Linked DNA regions of Rattus norvegicus: region 2 is linked to region 1. The links are chromatin contacts, called in public Hi-C maps. All regions are on one chromosome and are shown on one strand. Each heading gives the region's core, a stretch centred on a gene start, on an enhancer-like site or on the middle of the called end of the contact. The rest is flanking DNA. Distances are from core to core; before and after follow the strand shown. Region 1 has its middle 37 kb from the start of Basp1. Region 2 overlaps Myo10 (myosin X).

Region 1 (5,461 bases), core at 1,580-4,079:
CACCAGGAGACTAAGCCCTAGGTCACCAATGCCTTCGATCAACCAGTGTGAGTTTCGTAGGAGATGTGATTGGTGGTGGGTTGGGGTGGGGGGGTGAGATGGCACTTTTCATCAAGATTTTTACTGTCTGAATTGTGTGTCAGGTTTGGATAAGAAGTGGCAGAGACCCTGTGAATTGTGGGGAAAAAAATCAGCATGGGTTTGTATTTCTATGTGTTTCTTCAATTACTGTTTAATTTTATTCAGTACTTTCAGAAATGCTTGTATGTTTCAACTCTTCAGAAGTTCACAGGGATAAGGGATTCTGCTGGGGAGGTTGATCCTAGGGACATTATCCTTTAGGTCCAAACCCTAAGGCAGGACTCATGTTGGAGACAGGCAGTGGGGACACTGAGTACCATCAGCACAGTGATACATCTAGAAAATTGGCTACTGACCTTCCCATCTCAGGAACAGGCAGAGGCAGGACACTAAGGGAGAATACTTAGCCCTGCTTGTTCCGCTTATTCCAATGGCTCTCAGGGGCAGGGTAGCTTTTTCTCAGAATGGAATTAGGCAGAAGGAGGAATTCTTGTATGTGTCAGAACAGGAGAGCATGACAAGGTCCTTGGATGATTCTATTTGAGATTTATGACTTCTCAGAAACCAGAGCCATTTCTGCCTAAGCTGTGTGCCTAAACACATTCTAGGAAATACCTCGTTAAAATGGTGATTTTGTCCCTGTGTGAACACTGTAGATTTGCAGCTACAAATCCGGACGGTACACTCTACTTCACACATAGGCTATACGATACAACTTTCTGCTTCTGGGTTGCAGCCGTGAAGCATTTAAGTACACCATGCTATGGGTAATGGTAACTCAATGGGGATGTGACTCTAAGAGGATAGACTAGCAACACCAAAGGAATTTTTCAGTTCTGCTGCCTCTCACAGGACCACTGTTACATCTGCCTGACACCCGTCCCCCACCAAGGCCTCACACAACACAGAAGAGCTCCTAAAGTCAGCTGCTTATTTATCCATTATCTATCTATCTATCTATCTATCTATCTATCTATCTATCTATCTATCTATCTATCTATCTATCTCAAGACAGGGTTTCTCTTGGTAGCCATGGCTGTTCTGGAACTTACTCAGTGGATCAGGCTGGCCTCGAACTCAGAGTCCTGCTTGCCTCAGTTTCTTGAGTCCTGGGATTAAAGGCATGCACCACTACCACAAAGTATCTGTATGTCAGAGGGAGCTAGGGATCCTTTCTTCTGAGTTCTGTAACATGGGGGGCTCTTCCTTTGCATCTCAGAGATCTGTTATCTTTATGTTCTGTTTTCTCTCCCTCCCTCCCTTCTCCTTCTCTCTGCCCTCTCCTCCCTCCTTCCTCCCTCCCTCCCTCCCTGGCGGTTTTTCCCCTGTCTAACAGATTGAAGCTAGAATTACGCCCTTGCTAAGGCACTACTCTGCCGATAACCTGTATGCACAGTCTAGATGCTGTATCTTTCCCTTCTTGCCCACTTAAGAATAGGTAAGATCACAGCAAATACTCGGGGTGATTCAAGGGAGCACGGTGGTTTAAGCACCCAGCAGACTGTGTAGTTTTTAGGTATTTGAGGAGAACTGCAAAGTCACACACATGGCTACAGAAGTCACCAAGAGTTGTTGACTTGGAGAGGGAGAAAGCCAATGCTCTGTACTAAAAAACGATTGGGGTTGAAGAGAGAAAGGGAGGGACAAGCACAGGGAGAATGTCCCAGGACCTTGTGTTAATGAAAGGTCTCTTCACAGGGTTCCTCTGTTCCATCGGCTTTTTCTGACTTTGGGGTCGGTCCTTAGGCTGCCAGAACAAATACCACAAGCCGGGTGACTTAAACAACAGAACTCTATGTTCTCAAAGTTGCAGCGGCTAGGGTCTAGAATCAAGGCCTGGGAAGGGACAGTTCCAGGGGCTTCTGGGGATGGTTCCAGGGGCTTTCAGGCACTAGCCGGTCACCACTTTGCTCCTGACTGCTGGGCTGTCACCTGTCCTTGGTGCATCTTGTTTTATAGACATGCCACCCCAGTCTCTGACTTTGTTGTTCCATGGCCTGTCCCTCTGTATCTCTAAACGTCCTCTGCTCAGAAAGACGTCAGTCACTCCGGACAAGGACTCTCCCAGCTGACTTCCTCTAAACTTGATTACATCTTTCCAAAGAGCATCACAGAAGATTTTGACGCAGTTTGGAATGCTGTCTTACACTTAGCTCTGACCAAGTGAACAGAAATGTTCAGTCGGCCCCAGGCACCGCAGGGTGGGGTTTCTAATGGCGGGGAAGCCCAGCATGCAAGCACACATTGGCTGAACTTTGTAGAAGATTTCTGTCCAGGTTTCCGTTTGCCTTCTCCTAGCCCTTGGTATTCAATTCCTAGTCTGAGAATTTATTTTTAGCATAATGAATAATTTATGTTTTAAAAATGACTAATGAAAAAGAAATCAACCACTTTGGACTGGACAGAGCATGAGTGTCTGGTCTCTGGCCCTCTCTTCACTTTTCTTCCCATTTGCTGCTTCGTCTGGAAGGAAAGTGTCTACTTGACCTTTTTTTTTTTTTTTCCCTGTCACACGACCCCTTCCACAAGTAGGTTCTGCCCTCTTCGGGGACGCACATGCGACGCATTATGAAATTAAACTTCTGCTACTCCTAAATCTCACTTTCAAGTGTCTCCGAGTTGCCAATGTTTTCTTGTTTTCCCAGCGGTAGTGGAGTCGGGGATGGGGATGGGATGAGGGTGGGAGTAGCATGGCACAGTGTAGGATGTTTTTTCGTGATATTTTGGGCCTGAAGCCTTGTGCACATTCTTGGGATGGTTCGGTTTCCGGGGCACATGCACAGTGACCTTACTTAGTTTTGGGCCAATCCTGCTCGCTTGAGTCAGCTACTTTTTAGCAACTGCGGCCAGAAAAATGCAGTTTTTTTTTCAGGAGTGCCTTCTGAAATCGTTTTTCTGTGTTACGTCAGAGAAACAGTGGCATTTCGTTTTCCAAAAACAGTTCCTTTTATAAACTGTTAATAAAATGACCCGTGTTACCCAAATTAGGGGTTTTGAGTTTGTTCTGCAGCTTTTTTAAACTGAAGCGCCCCCTAGCGGGCACTTTGTGATATTTATGCTTGTTCTGGTTGAACAGTTTTTCTCCAGGTTTCCAAAAAGTTTCTGTTAAGCTACTACAGAGAACCACATGGGGTGGATGTTTCATAAATCAGCCAAAAAGAAAAGAAAGTTTTATGGGATTTTAAAAATATTTTATCTGTTTTCTTTCATTTTACCATGTAATTGAAAACAGTTTCTCTGAACTGACCACTAATATGGACAAGTATTTGGGAAGAGACCCTTGAGTCTCTGGTATGGTATGCAGATGCCCCTTTAAAGGTAATGTCCTTGAAACCAGAACTCAGGGGTTCATCGTGTGTAAGGGGATTGTCTAAGAGAAGCATCCTCCTGAGTTATAGAACTTGTTCCCTACTGGCCTCGGCTTGTCAAGGGCTCTTATGGGGTGGACTTCTGAGACCCTTGGAACCTGGGGGACTGACTGCTTGGTTAATGTCCCCACACCAGCACAGAGCCTTTTATGAATCCCTACGGACAGCTGGAATGTGTCCCACCTTCAAGACCTTATAGGAAAGATCCCATGGCCTCCAAGGAAGGACATTTACAGATCCCCAGATTCACTGACTAAAACCACTTGGTTGGAGTTTCCCAGGTGACTCTGAGGTTGATAATTAGCCCCAGAGAGGCAAAGGGTAATCGGAGGCTCACTGAGCCTACAACCCCAGGCTAAGTGTCAGAGGGTAGACAGGGTGACCTGGAGATCCAGTAATGCACCATGTCGCCCTGTGCCTCATAGGATAATGACATTAGTGTGTTTACCTGTCGTGAGCGGAATAAAAGCCAGCAATTTTCTTTTTGAGAGTCTTTGCTGGACTGGAGTCCGTTTACTTTTTTGTTCAAGCCTTCTTTTCCTTGGGCTCATACATTTTTTAAAAAATATTTATTTATTTTATGTATGTGGGTACACTATCACTGTCTTCAGACACACCAGAAGAAGGCATCGAATGCACACTACAGATGGTTGTGAGCCACCATGTGGTTGCTAGGAATTGAACTCAGGACCTCTGGGAGAGCAGGCAGTGCTCTTGACCACTGAGCCATCTCTCCAGCTTAGGCTCATACCAGGCATCCCTTGTTTAAAGGTTTGATTAAGCTCGGGGCACTAAGTGCTCCATGTGTAAGTGTGAGGGGCTGAGGTCAGAACCCCGGAGCCCATGGCAAGTATCTGTGATCCCCCTGCTTCTAGGGAATGATGAAAAGCTGAGGCTGGAGGATGCCCAAGAGCTCACAGGCCATTTGGCTTCTTGCTGGATGCAACAGGGGACAATAAGAGGAGACTGTCTCAAAGAAGGGAGGAGTCAAGGACCACTACCAGGAATGGTCTTCTCTGACTTACACATCTACACATGTTTCCCTCTTGCACACAAACATGCACACACATGTCCTCGACCATCACTCAGGCATATGCGTACACTCAAGATAAAAAAAAAAGAATTAGATTCTGTGGTTCTTCCTGTGGAGTCCCTGTGGGAGGGAGCTGTGTGATGGGGGTGGGGGAGGACTGGGAGGAGAGGGAGGCAGATATCGGTATGTAAAGTGAATAAATAAAATAAAATGAAAATACTACGAAACCACGTTAAAATGAAGTTTTATCCTAAATATATATGTTCAGCTTTTCCTACACTCGACGGCCTTCGGACGCTTGTTTCAGGGAGGCTACAGTTCGCCATGGTAGATACAGGACAGCTCTTGGGGTTCGTGCTGCTCTATCTCCAGTGCACACAGCCGCTGTCTTTCAGCCGCTGCTTTACCTCCTGACCTTCTGCATTAGGTTTTTTTTTTATTTAAAAAACTAATGTGTCTACTGGTATTTTGCAGTGTAAAGAGTTGAATGATGACCCCTCCTCACCAGTTATCCCCAGCCCGATCTCCAGAATATATGGGCATTTCCATGTTTGCAGACATATGAGTTAAAGCTCTGGGGATGGGGAAGTTACTGATCACTTGTGTGGGACCTAATGCATGACAGGTACCCTCTTAAAGACATGTGTATGTGAGGAGGAAGATGAGGAGGAGGAGGAGGAGGAAGAGGAAGAGGAAGAGGAGGAAAAGGAGGAGGAGAAGAAGATGAGGAGGAGAAGAAGACTGGTTTGATGGATCATGAGCCCGGAAATGCTAACAGCCCGGACATGCTGACAGCAGGCAGGAGCTAATAAGAGGCAGGGGACATTTCCCCCAGCACAGCCACGCTGACACCTTGACTTCTGGCCTACAGGCCTGGAGGAAGTTATATCTCATTCTGAGACTGCATTCCTCACACTTCCTGATATACAACAGCCAGTCACGGTTTTCTTAGTTAATGCTACTTCCAACTGCTAACATT
Region 2 (5,461 bases), core at 2,218-4,717, 310 kb before region 1:
AGAACTTCTGGAAGAGCAGCCAGTGCTCTTAACCACTGAACATTCTTCTCTCCAGCCCCCTGACTTCACTCTTAAACACACATGATACAAAGAAAAAATAGCCCAGACAATATTGCTGATGCCAAGAAGTGCATGCTGACAGGAGCCTGATATAGCTGTCTCCTGAGAGGCTCTGCCAGAGCATGACAAATACAGAGGTAAATGCTTGCAGCTAACCATTGAACTGAGAACGGGGTCCCCATTAGAAGAGTTAGAGGAAGGATTGAAGGAGCTGAAGGGGCTTGCAACCCCATAAGAACAATACCAACCAACCAGAGCTCACAGGGACTACACCACTACCCAAAGACGATACATGGACTGACCCAGGGCTCCAGCTGCATATATAGCAGAGGATGGCCTTGTTGGGAACCAATGGGAGAAGCCCTTGGTCCTGCCAAGGCTGGATCCCTCAATGTAGGGGAATGTCAGGGTGGGCAGGGGGAAAGGGGAGTGAGTGGATGGGTGGGGGAACACCCTCATAGAAGAAGGTGGAGGGGGGATGGGATAGGGGAGTTATGGATGGGAAACCAGGAAAGGGGATAACATTTGAAATGTAAATTTTAAAATATCCAATAAAAAGAAATAAGAAAAAATAGGGTCCCATAGGTCCCTCTGACCTGCACAAGTCTGCTATAGCACATGCATGCCCTCCTCTGACACTGAAATAAGAAATTCAATTTTAAGACTGCCTGTTGCTATGAAGGGAAGCAGAGATCCCTTCTCCTGCAGGCCTGTCCATTTCTGGCCTCCTGTATGCTGCTTTTTATGCAAGACTCAGAAGATAGATGGCGCTGTTCAGATAAGGGGAGCCCTGCGCACGCAAGAGTCTTTACTGGGTCTTGTTCCCAAGCACGTCCCCACTGCAGCAGCCCCTGCTCAGGGGGGCACCCGCTGGGTGTGTGTTCAATGAATGGGCACAGTCACAGTACTTTGGGGGGAGACAATGAGCACAAGGAGACCATTGGTGTTCAGAAACATGAAGTCTGTCCTACCTGACTAGCCGCCCAGATATTCTCAAGACAGACAAGGGCTGAGTGCCTGGCTCAGAGCTAAATACCGAATGTCTGATTTCAAAGTCCCATGGATGTTTTGCACTTAGAAACAGGTAAGGGAGAGTGAACAAAGCATTTCCAATAGAGGGGACCAATGGGAAAAGAAAAGGATGTCTCAGCTATGATGTCTGCCAAGTATAAGGCCGGCACAGAAAACAGGAGGATTGTGGGTAAGATATAACGGAGCAGAGACAAGAAGGCAGGCAAGGCGGTACTGGAAGACACAGCCCATGGTTGGTGACTGTGCTGTGCCCATTAACATCACCTTAAAGAGAAAGCCCTTGAGAGGATACTCCAGAAGAACTGCAGGGTCGCTTCCGGAAGATCAGCTATAGCTATTTCCTCCAGGAGCAGCTATTCCCTAGCTTACGGTTGTTCAGATTGTGTGCCCGTGTAGTACAGAGACGGGAAGGAGCATGAAAGAGACCTGGAGGGAGAGCCCAGTCTACTTTGTGTAAGGCTGTGTTCAGCAAGTACCACGGGGAGGCTAGAGGAAGCCAAGAAGCAAACAGACAAAGAAAGCAAACCAGAAGGGCCGTACGGCCAGACAGAAGCCATCGGAGGCAGGGGGCAGACAGTGCTTGGTGGAAGACGCACAGGAGTACCCGAGTTCTCCAAGTCCTGTGCATGCCAAGGTATGGGGATCTTAAGGAATGCTGCCGGGAACATGGTCAATGATTAAATAATTACATTTAGTAAAGAGAGGAAATATCTCAGATGACAGACACCCCTGAAGCCAGGCTGAGTATCTTGGGCACTCAGTAAATACTTGCATTTGCCAGGCCCATCACAAATACCTTGTCCCCTTTGTAAACATTAGTTTTGAGCATGGATATCATGATTCCAAAGAAAAATGCATCATAGCAAGGGCTCCAAGGGGTCCTGGTAATCAGACAGGCAGACATGTGTTCTCTCCGCAGAGAACAAATACCCATAAGTCGACACCTCCCACGAGATCCAAAGGTAGAACCGAAGAAATTACCACACAGGCCTACCTGGGGCAGCGAGTCTTAGGACCTGGAAACTGTCCTGTTTAATGTTTGAGACAGGAGAGTGACTCACAGTCGAGCCAGTCTGGGCAGAGTTACCTTTTATCCACAATGGGCACCATCCTGATTCAGGACTTAACAGTCCTTTTTTACATACCTGATCTGGGCACAGCCCAGTGCTTAGTGTATGCCTGACACTGACATCATACAAGACTGAGGAGTGTCCAAGCTAGAGAGAAGGTTCAAGGAAACAGCCAAATGGTTACTTATGTCTTAATAGGTACACATCGAGCTGGCAAGTATTGCTGATTGGAAAAAAAAAAACAAGAAAGAGGCAGGTACTGGAAGTATAGCTCAGTAGGTAGAGCTCTTGCCTATTGTGCTGAAAACCTGGATTTGACTCCCTGTACTGCATAAACCAGGAATAGTTGTACAAACATGCAGGAAGTTCACAGTCATCCTTGCCTACCTAGCAAGGCCGATGCTACTATGTAAGACCTTGACTAAAAACAAAAGAAGCAAACAAAAGTCAAGAGAAACAAACTGGGGACATTTCCTGATTGAGATAGACAGGGTTTCTTAAATCCAGGTTATCACCCTCTGACACTCTGAGGTAGAAGTTCAGTCCTAGGGCTGGGCAGGGAGCATGCACAGCACCCCTGACAGACTTGGGGGTGGAGGTGGGGCAGTATGTGACAGAGAGGCTCTGGACAGATATGGGTATCAATGAGCCTACCAGCATGACGACCTGGATGCTGATAACAGTTTCCACATCTGTCCAAAGTTACCACGCTGTACACATGAAATCAGCGCGGTTGACTTTGATAGTTTTACTTTACATTGGAGAGAACAAAACAAATCTACCTCCAAGAAAAAAAAAAAAGTGGCTTCCAGACCTCAGCGTTGGCATAGGGCAGCTATGAGAGAGAGTTGTGAGAGGAAGGGCATATTTTGGGGTGACCATCATGAGCACTCAGAACCCAACCCAGGTTGTGAGGTACCAGGAAATGATACCTGGGGACTTGGAGAAGCTGCCCAGCTGGGATTGGGAGACCAGGAAAACTCTGAGGGGGGGAAAAAGGTAGAGAAGGGAAGAGACAGGATCGAGTAGGCTCAGGAGAAACATCAGAGACCCTGCTTCGACGAAGAGAGTGAGACAGCTGGAGAGAAAATCAGCCGTGGAACCTGATGTGCACATCCCCCCAAGCATGTAAGCATGTAACAGCTGGATACTTTTGATTATGCCAAATTACCTAAAGAAGAAATCAAAGTGTTCAGGGCAGTGAGGCTCAAAGAGCTGGGAGCGCTGTGCTCTGTAATCAGGAAGGAGGCGGGTGAACACCAGCAGCAGACTGTGCTCCAGGAACTGACTCTCCATGCACTGGCATGCTTGGGCTGCTAGCAGGACAGACTGCAGCTGGTAGTTCTAGATCCATGCATGCCTACAATGTCTGGTCCTTACATTCTCCCTTTCTCTGTTTGCATCTGCTGATCAAGCAACGCCCTTCCTATGAATCAAATTCCCAAACAACACATTTTTTCTTAAAACATAAATCAGATCAAACCTAATTTCTGTCATTTCCTAGTTGATGGCTAACTAAAGGGGCATCTCTAGCGTCTAAAAGACTATGTCCAAAGGTTAAACAAAGTCCTTGCATCATGGCTTCTGCAGGACGTAGCACTCGGTTGGAGCAGAGGCTAAAGTTCAAATCTCTGTCGTCAGTCATCCACCAGGTCCAAGCCTCATGCTCTCCACAGAGAAGGTTCTCCGAGCCTCTGTGAGGTTTATAACAAGAGGAGCTTTTCCACAGGGTTTGGTCCCATTCTAGACTGTCCTCACCCATACACATGTCCTTCACCTGCTTCCTACTGTATGTCAGTCACAGACCATGGCCTGTGTCACATAGTCCCATTCCAAGCAAACAGCCAACTCTCCTCAGCACCCAGCAAGCCACACCTCAAGAACCCAGTGATTCTCATACCATCCCACAATACAGAAGACACGGTTAAGAAATGGCTCCATTTTTGAAAACTCCAAACAGCAAGTAAGCGAAGAGCCAACACTTCCTCTGGATTACTCACCCCCTTTGACTGACAGTGAAGGCTGGCCGCTTACCACACACTGTCCCAGTGTGAAGCAGTACAGACAAGCCAGCCTTAGCGTTTTACCCAGGACAGAATTATAGGGGGCATTGTTTAGGACTGTGCTCTGTACAGGGCTCTGAAGGAAGGACGAAATTACACCAAAATGGAGTCACTCCTGACAAGTGCTGCACAATCGAACTGAAGCCTTATGGAAGCACATGAACTCCAGGCTCAACTAGGTTTTACTGAAATCAGGAGACTCCAGTCTGTCTGGGTCAATCTGAGCAGGAAGTTCCTCCACTTCAACCCTTACAAAGGTAGCCTGGGATCAGCCAGTCTGTGTGGTTCTCCTGTTTCACTCCCTGTCCCTCTCAGGAATTCCTCTGTTCTGCTCTGTCCCAGGGAGAACTCTCACTCTACCTAATGGTTTGAAGGTTGCCTCAACTCCTAAATTGTGACAAGGACTCAATGGCACCTACAAGTAAATGAGTTGTGATTTTTGTTTTTGACACTGCTCTACCATCTTCAGAGTTCACTCACATTCAAAAGAACCACAAGAAGCTAAACTCTCCTTATACACACACACACACACACACACACACACACACACACACACACACACACAGAGGGGAGGGGAGAGGGAGAGGGAGAGACACTAAGGTCACTGTCAAATGTAGAAGGCCAACCAAGGATTCACACTAACCTTATTAATACATGGGGGGTGGGGGAATCCTTACATGAGTTTTAAAGTCACATATATGTAACGTCATATACTTAAGGTTTATGATAGCATAAGCTTCCACTTAAATGTCCATTAAAAAGTAGAATTTAGGGGACTGGAGAGACAGCTCAGCAGGGTAGGGCACGTATTGCTCTTGCAGAGGACCTTGGTTGACACTGGGACAGCTCACACCTGCCTGTACGTAACGACACTGTCTGTAGGCACCTGCACACATGTGCAGAACGTGATCTCATGCAGGAACAACACATAGGCATACATTTTTAAAATTTTAATTAATGCGGTAGGGCTTGAAAAAAAAGAAATAAATAATTAATATTTTAGGGGGGAAAAAAGTAGAGTTTCAGAGCAGAACAACCTTGAAATGGTACAGAATGGAAGCCGAAAGGCCTGGCATTGCCACACCCAGCTGGGGATCTCAGCCATGCCTGACCTGCTTGTTTTAAAGTTTACTTGATAATATGGAAGGCTCAGAAGAATATTCTCTGATTGTAATACCAAGAATGGGAGAGAAAGGTGTGAGACCAGTAAGACACACTGCGTCCACCAGGGGGCAG

The links. A called contact is a pair of places that touch in the nucleus more often than the background predicts.
Region 2: a contact with region 1 is called in a Hi-C map of kidney, with 5 times the contacts expected there. The contact joins two enhancer-like sites. A contact is called at or near these places in 12 of 12 Hi-C or Micro-C datasets (the A7r5 cell line, the Rat2 cell line, Schwann cells and 7 more) and 1 of 1 datasets of contacts at active chromatin or transcription factors (oligodendrocytes).

Annotation. Positions count from the first base shown.
Region 1 is chr2:77,628,674-77,634,134 of GRCr8, reverse strand. No RefSeq gene overlaps it. Among named protein-coding and RNA genes, the nearest start is that of Basp1, 37 kb to the right of the region's middle. Within about 2 kb of position 2,829, at least 17 of the 93 cell types and tissues checked have an H3K27ac peak or open chromatin away from gene starts, as enhancers often do. A contact at or near this core is called in hepatocytes, kidney and liver, where this site is marked.
Region 2 is chr2:77,941,192-77,946,652 of GRCr8, reverse strand. All of the region lies in intron 4 of Myo10 (myosin X), which reads right to left. Among named protein-coding and RNA genes, the nearest start is that of Myo10, 110 kb to the right of the region's middle. Within about 2 kb of position 3,467, at least 6 of the 93 cell types and tissues checked have an H3K27ac peak or open chromatin away from gene starts, as enhancers often do. A contact at or near this core is called in hepatocytes, kidney and liver, where this site is marked.